Regions from separate parts of the Bicyclus anynana genome. Here region 1 is linked to region 2. Evidence: chromatin contacts called from public Hi-C data. All regions are on one chromosome and are shown on one strand. The core of a region is the stretch at or near the end of the contact, and the rest is flanking DNA. Distances in the headings are between cores, read along the strand shown. Region 1 holds the start of LOC112048288 (pre-mRNA-splicing factor syf1 homolog). Region 2 holds the start of LOC112048300 (LIM domain-containing protein jub).

Evidence for each region. Hi-C and Micro-C count contacts between places; a contact is called where the count stands out from the background.
Region 1: a Hi-C map of whole larva shows a contact between it and region 2, with 9 times the contacts expected there. The contact joins the promoter of LOC112048288 here to the promoter of LOC112048300 in region 2. A contact is called at or near these places in 2 of 2 Hi-C or Micro-C datasets (whole body and whole larva).

Annotation. Positions count from the first base shown.
Region 1 is chr3:5,202,508-5,206,612 of ilBicAnyn1.1, forward strand. LOC112048288 (pre-mRNA-splicing factor syf1 homolog) reads right to left here and starts at 1,868. Exons shown (of 2, transcript XM_024085769.2): 1 at 1,665-1,868; 2 at 1-528. The coding sequence starts at 1,703.
Region 2 is chr3:5,024,788-5,029,150 of ilBicAnyn1.1, forward strand. LOC112048300 (LIM domain-containing protein jub) reads right to left here and starts at 2,859. Exons shown (of 6, transcript XM_024085786.2): 1 at 1,164-2,859; 2 at 440-609; 3 at 167-229. The coding sequence starts at 2,649. LOC112048309 (DNA-directed RNA polymerase II subunit RPB2) reads left to right here and starts at 4,301. Exons shown (of 1, transcript XM_024085796.2): 1 at 4,301-4,363.

The sequences.
Region 1 (4,105 bases), core at 618-3,117, 180 kb after region 2:
TAATTTTTCTATTACTATTAAATAATCAATATATTCTTCTGTGTCTTCTGGAGATAGCTTGAGATATCGTCTGAATACTCTCACAGCTGTTTCTGGGATGTTATGTTTCTTTAGAAAACTGAGATAAAGTGGCCAAATTCTATGATGTTGTGTAATAGGCAAAGCCCTTAAAGCACTATCAAATGCATTCCTAGTAACAGTTATTTTACATTGGTCTGTTAGAAAGGTACAGTAATCCATCCATATTCTAGGCATTTTATGCATAAAAACAAGTGACCTTTCAAAACAATTGTTAACATCTTCATAAGCAGGGTCTATAATGCAACGACCTCTAATCTGTGATCTTCTTAATTTAAGATAATTGTACCAAAGCTTAAAAGAACCTGGTAATTCTTTGAGAGCTCTCTCATAGATCATATTAATTTCATTTTTGGGTGCAGATTTTTTATGTTCTATGTATCTAAGCCAATGTTTGACTGAAAATGGATTTCTTAATATCTCTTCTTCATATGGTAAGTCTTCTTCAGTCTGTAAGATATAATAAAATAGATATAAACCTTAAAGAAGCAATTAGTATTGTAAATCTTAGTACTCATAAATCTTAATTAGGTTAGCGCCCCTATGGTTTGTCATAAATGCCCTGGAGAATGGATTGTGCTTTGGTGTGGGATGCCACATGTTCTGATATCTTATATGCAGTTGACCAGCAAATGTGTGAGCACAGACACTGATACTAAAATACAGTTGTCTATACTATTTGGCATCAAGACTCTAGGTCTGTGGGGTAGGACCGCCCAGACTCTCCACAAGGAGATTACCAAGTGCCTCAGGGAGACAACAGGTGACCTTCGGGCAGGCAGTTTTCTCGCTCAACAAATTCGGGAATGCTGCCTGTGTGATGGGCACTCTACCAAAGACAGCAAATTTTGATAATTAAGTATTAGTTATAATTTATTTGAATTTTATAGATTTAGGTAATTCATTTTAATATATGCCTATCTAATAGTTCAGTTGTAGCTGTTGTTTTTTAATATAAAATCAAGTTATGTGAACAGAACAAAGTTTGCCAGATCAGTACAGTTTACAATACTGTACTAACATACAGTATTGTATGTCTCCTGATCCATCTATTTTCTAGCCAGCTTGTGAAGCTAACACACATTGGCGTATTTAGGATTATTAAGGTATGCCTGGCCCCCAACATAAAGTCTCTTATTAGTATTTTAATAGAATTCCATATTGGTAGCACAGAATCCTAGGGTAGACACAGGTCCACTTTAGGGTAGGGTATATAGCTATATACGCCTATGCTAACACAATGTGTTTCATGGATTCTGTGGTCAGGCCCTGAGGTTTTCTGTAATGCCCATTCCGCACAGCATAATCATGAGTCATAGGGGCTAAAGTAGGCTGCTATAGCGTAACTTAGCTCTTTAACTATTAATACCTAATAAATGGACTGAGTGAGACATAATAATAGTTAATTTTCATTGTTTATTCACTGGTATTATAGCCCGTGTACGTATTCGACAATATGAAACTACGAAGTGATTGAAAAATAAGCTGTTTATAGATATATCTTGAGTTTATTGTAGAATAGTATCGTTTATTTATTGTAAAACAGTCAACCACCATCAAAATGCTCAGAAGTGAAAATTACTTACAAAAAATATATCGATTTCTTTTCCATCAAGAGTAGGCATATTGTTATTTGCAATAACAATTAATTACTATTGATATGAAATAATGAAATTGTTATTTGTTAGAGGAACAATAAACATTAAAATAAAATTAGTTTTTAATTTTAATAATTTTTCAGAATTTCAGATCATCTGATGACAGATGATAATGACCACAGTGCACAAACGTCAAGTCCATAGAGTACATTGAATATAGGGTATAGAGTCCTCAGTTGCCATCTTCGCTTAGCGCCATCATGTGAGCAGATAGAGAACTACACCAATTATAATATATACCCATAAGTATAAAATGAGCGTCGAATTACGTATATATACCTATATCCATAGAGACATAAACATAATGTTTACATAATAGTATTAACTGTTCTTTAATTCTATTATTTTATTTAGGAATTCGGATACAAATAATAAAAACACAAATGGGATACATATAATTATTTATTGTTTCTCCTTTTGTGTACATAAACAACTCCGTCTCTTTGAATAGAGTCATCTTCGTCAAAACCTCTAGTGGTACCCCTTAACAATATATTTGTTGACTTACACCAATTAAATGTAAAAAATCTGCACGAAAAAATAAAAAAAGAACTCTACTAAATCCCAAGACAAGACATATATAACAGAGTTCTCGGAATCCAAAGTAAAGCACAGGTTAAAACGGTTTATAACAGTCACCAAAATCCATAAAAAAAGCCAGGTCGTCGGGAAAGATCAACGCAAAAAAACACCATGAAGAAAGCAGCAGAAATAAAACCGTTTCGTATAAAAAATTAAACAAAATGTCAGCCGCACAAGGTTATAATTTTTTTTTAATACCTGGCTTAAGATTACCTCAGAGTCCTGCTGGTCAAAGTGCCTTAAAGCGCCATCTATTGAGCAAATAGGGAATTAAGGAGGCATATGCAATTTGTACTGAGGTCGTAATGTACAGACTGATTACACCCTGGTCAAGTCAAATGAAGATCACAAACGGCATAAAAGAATGAAGATAGTGACCAAGGAACATATTTAATAGTGACCTACCAAGACAGAACAGACCGCCATAGATTAATGATAACATAATATCCTATAATCTACGGCACAGAGGGCTGTGGACACTTAGACCGTTTAAATAACAGGACCTGCCTCGCTAACCGTTACCCCTCTGGCAAAGATCAAAAATCTATGATCTAACGCGTTTATAAAAACTGTTGCTATAGAATCGATGTTTGATTGTTTTAGTCGTGTAAAGAGTTCCCTAAAAATGCCGGTTTGTGAAGTTAAAGGGCATAAAAAACGGCCTAAAACTTGTAGTTTAGTAAAATATGGAGTAACGTTTCTTTTGAAAGTATTTTAACCTTAATTTTATCAAATTTGTAATAAAAACAATTTATAAAAAGAATCGATTCTTTTGACGAAACAGCCAAACATCGATCAGTAATCGAATATTCTATGTATCTGTGGATAGTCAATGTGTTTGATAATAAAAATTATGCGTGTGTGTATTGCGAGACAAATTTATAGTTGTGTGTAGTGTATGGACATGGAATATTTTTAATAGTGTTAAATATTTTCGATGTGTGACTTTACCTCGTCCCCCTCAAAAAACGACAGACAATTTTGTTCGTGAATTTGAGTGTGATGCATCTCCATTTTCTAATTCCTCTACGTGTAGACATAAATCTATTATAAAGCCAGAGAGGAATTAGGTATGGAAATGCTACGCACTCAAATTTTGCTATAAAATTTCTTGTCTGTATTTCTTGTAATAGAGAACGTTACTAGGTACGCAAAATCATTTGAAATTTTGTTACATTAAAGCTTTTATATATACAGATACACTAATTTTTGTTTTATTTAAAAATACTAAAATAGTTGTTATTTTACATGCATTCAAAGTTTGCAAAAATATCGACTTCCGCTGACGGTCGCGATATTATACGTGACGTCATCACACAACATTTGCTCACCTGTTATAGGCAATTTCGTACTTCTGCCTTACCTACTGACGAACTAATGGTTAATTTTTTTTTTGTCTTCAAAAGCCCATTTATCGAGAAAGGCTTTAAGCTACATAACATCACGTTACGACCAATAGGAGCAAAGCACCGATCAAAAATGTGGCCAAAACGGGGAAAATAATGTTTGGTCGTCGGCTAGTCTTCTTCATACAAATGCGAAAGGGCTTGAGGTACAAAAATGTTTTTTTTTTAATAATGGCTTTTGCGATAACGCAACTTTATCTTTTAGTAAACTACAAGTTGTTGGCAGTTTTTATGCCATTCAACTATATAAACTGGCATTTGTACGCAGATCTTTTCACATCAAAAATTATGTACATTACATGAATGTAAAACAAAATTTCATAGAGAGGTAACATCTAGCGAGTCAGGTCCTTTGTAATTGATCTGAGTGCACTGTATAAT
Region 2 (4,363 bases), core at 1,609-4,108:
GATAATTCCAACTGATAAGAACTAATAGCTACATGAACTAAATACAAACCTTAAGTGAGTGCTAGAAAAAATAATGTAATTGTAAATTGTTCTACCTTCTACAGTGAATTACAAGTTATCTACATAAATGCATGTTTTATAGATTGTAATTAATAATGAGCCTTACCATTTCCATTATAAGATGGCCACATATTGCACATTTCTCTGCAGTTTGTTGAAATCCAGAATACTGAAAAAATATTGTGGGTTCATCAGTATCAGTAAAAGTATTTTCAAAATTGTTATAGTTTATCCCAAGATTTTTTTAAAGTGTTAGTATTTTTAGTAATACTTATTACTAAAATTTTTAAAAAGAATTATTTCTGGAATGCTACAATTCACAATTAAATATGAAAATAGGCATTTTTTGATGTATTATCTTATTTATAATAATGCTTACCAAATAATCTTCTTCACAATATACTTTCCCATGAACATTGTAGAATGCCTTGCCTCGTAAGGCTCTGCCACAGGAGCAGCATATGAAACAGTTGGTATGGTACAGATTCCCCATGGCCTGGCAAGCTTGCCCTGCACCAGTCACACCAGCACCACAAGTATGACATATACCTGAAAGAAACCAGAAATTATAAACAACACATCTTGTGAAGGGAAATAGGCAAATTTCAACCAATAGCAGCACAACTGGAAATATTTATTTATTTATATATTTTTCACTGTGTTTTTCATTTTTTCCCATACCCATAGAGCAGAACTATGTGGGTAACAGGTGTCTGAACATCTTGTTCCCTGGAGCTAAACCACTAGGCCCCCCAAAGAGTGCTGGCTCGACATCGTAAATGCGGACTTGAGATCTAATAAACTTAAGAAGTCGGACGCCCAAGACCAGGCAAAGTGGTAGTGGTGAGATTATGCCGGAAAGTGGATCCCTCTTAATGAGAACACGCTAAGAAGAAGAAGATCTTTTTCAGTGTGTTGAAAGAGATGGGACCGACCATTTCTAGGCTAGACATATTTATTTCTCTTCACTTAACTGCATACTAGGAAAGTGAAGAGAAATAAATACCCATAAAAATGTTTTATTCCTTAAATAATTAAAGCTTGAACATTGATAAAAGTAGTGTGAAACATGTTTGGTTATTATAAAGTTAAAAGGTTCATACCAAAGTATTCTCCTTCCTCGTCTTGTCTCTCCATTTCTTCCTCAAGCTGTCGTGTCAGTTCTTCAATTTTACGTTGGGCTTCACTTGGCCCTGGTGGTCGAGGTGGTGTGATACTATATGGAAGAAGGCTCTTCCCACGACCTCCAGAACCTCTAGACCCTCCTGAGAGTTGAGAAACTGAACTAGGAGTAGGACTGGGTGCAGGCGACTGCACAGGTGAACACATAGAAGTTAACCCAGAGGCCATATTGCGTGAACTTATTGATTCTGATGCTAGAGAGATGTTGTCTTTGTTTGCTGCAGCCACAGCAGCAGCGGGGGATCCTCCAGTCATACAAACATAGTCTGACCCATTTGTATCCTCAATTATTTGCATTCTATTAGGTATAGGTTTAGGGTTGGAAATGTAACTACCGTTAACAGCAGGCTTTGCTTTCCCCAAACCATTTCCTACTGTTGGTTTTGGGTGAAAGTATTTTGGAGCAATCACAGCACCTTGAACCTCTGTAGCAATATTCGCCTTAGGTCTTTGAGCACTCGGCGCGATCGATGCGTAAATAGCAGTTGACGGAATGGTCACAACTTTGTCATCAAAACTTACAGAGTTGTTACTTTTTAAAAGGGCACTGACATCAGTGTATTTTGGTGGCGCAGACTTCATAACAGTATAATCACTGCTGGAGTTATCTGTTGAGATGTAAGGTGGCGGTGGGGGCTTTTCTACTTTGCTCTTGTCATTCAACAGTTTCTGTGAGCTGTTCCTATTTATAGTGGTGTTGGGAACCTGGGGCCCAGGAACAGAGCTCTGTTGCATATATTGCTGGTCTGGATTGGCTTGCACTTTATACTCAATCTTTTTATCATTTTCAGGACAAAGCATATTCTCATAGAGCAAGGGATTTAACTTGGTTTTGTTGTTGACAGGAACTTGCGGTTGCGCCTTGCTGTACCGGGTGTTGTAGTAGCCGTCGGCGACGAGCGGCGAGCTCTGGTACAGCTGGTGGTAGTAGGGCGGCTGCGGGAGCTGCTGCTCGCCGTAATACTCGATGTTCTCGTAAACTGGCGGCGGATACTGACTGTTCGTATTACCTGGTATTTCGTACAAATCCTCCGTTTGATAACTGAGCGACCTCTGCGAAATGGAGTCTATAGATCGCGTGGGGCTGGCCGGAAGCGCTGCAGTATTAATATCGCGTTTATTGATTGACGCTATGGTCTCCACTCGCTTGGGAGTCGCAAACTTTGAGGACGCTATAACATTGGAGCGCTCGTAAAAACTGTAATCTTGCCGATTGACGGGAGCATTCTCTAAAGTGAAGCTCTCTATTGCGCCGACGGGTCTGGGCTTCGTTTGAACGTTAATGTTGGAAGTCGAAGCCGAGTGCGCTTGCTCAGTATCATTATCTTCTTTGTTGGATATTTTCAAATCTTGCAAACTCAAAACGCACCGTTGCTCCTCGGAATTATTCCTTCTTGAGGAATCCATAATTAAACAATATTGAAAAAAATTAACGACACAAATGAAAATTACACTAAAATCGTACTTTTATGATTCATAATCATTTTGTTCTCGTAATCTTCAACAAAACATTGTAAAAATACTATAAAAAACAAAATTAGTGATGTGCATTGTGTTGGTGATGTGAATGAATGTGATAAGTGAGCTGTGATAAATTGTGTTAGTCACCCTCGTTCAAGGAACATATTTACTCAGGAGCCCTCGTCTCGTAAAAGAGTCTTTGGATTGGATATTTTACTGTTTAATTTGGGTTAAGTTTGCGAAATGCGAAATCCAGATTCCAAACAAACGAATGTTTTCGATGACGAAGTAGTATGTACTATTCAAAAATTAAAGCAAGAGCTCATAATATTTAAAATAGGCCAATTTACAAAGAAATTGTTAATATTATAATGATTAGTCTGAGACGGATATGACGACCTCCGTGGTGCAGTGGTATGTGCGGTGGATTTACATGACAGAGGTCCTGAGTTCGATCCCCGGCTAGGCCGATTGAGATTTTCTTTATTAGTCCAGGTCTGGCTGGTGGGAGGCTTTGGTCGTGGCTAGTTACCACCCTACCGACAAAGACGTATTGCCAAGCGATTTAGCGTTCCGGTACGATGTCGTGTAAGCTGAAAGGGGTGTGGATTTTCATTCTCCTCCTAATAAGTTTACCTGCTTCCATCTTAGATTGCATCATCACTTACCATCAGGTGAGATTGTAGTCAAGAGCTAACTTGTAAAGAATAAAAAAAATTACGTCACTCGATCTCTTGTTGGCTCGTGCTGACGCTAGGTAGAGCGACTTGTTTCCGTAAATAGTCGGGAAGTTAGAGAGGGGTAGTGATCGGTTGGATGGAACGACTTGCGATATAAGCCGCTCGTCGTACGGTCGGCTTCAGTATGCTCGTTCTAGCCGTGACGTCAAGTCAGTCAAGAGTGACTTGAGTGGAAAAGGGGAGTGTGTTGGATGAAGAGTCGGATACAGAAGGCAGTGATTCTTGAGACGGCGCGTATTGTGAGGAGTTTCCTCACTCTGGAGCCCTGACCACTGACCCTGACCACTCAAATGTCCCGAAGCGCGAGGTTTAAATTTTTTTATTAGTTTTAATAGTGTTTAGTATATTTTGTATGTATATAACATTGTTAAAAAATAAATAAAATGAGAAATAAATAAATGAGAGTCTTTAACAGAGTATTATTTTAGCATCAACCAATCTATTATTATTTATCGATTTATTCAAACATTGCACATCACTACTGTACTTTGACAAACACAGACAGATATCTATCTTTGTGCACTCTATGGTTCCCAAACACGATGTAGAAAACAAATACCTACAGCGTAGACAGAGAATGAAGGTAAAATACGCGCCATTTAAACTAAACTTCGAGTAATCAAGCATTAGCATATAGTTGCCCAGAATATAAAAACATAGCCTATATAGTGGAGTTGTAATAGCTGCGCAGTCCGACGTGTTTCATGTATTAACGGTCTAGAAACTTAACGCATTTATACTATATTTCTCTGTCTACGACCTAAATATGTAGTCCTGCAGTATATACTCTGAAACTCTGTGTCTGTAGGATTATGGTAGGATTTTGTTTTGTATTTTTATTTGTCGTAAATGTAATTTGTTACTTAATCTGTGGTGTCATCTTCCAGCCGAGGTGACGCTCTTCTTTATTAATTTCAGTT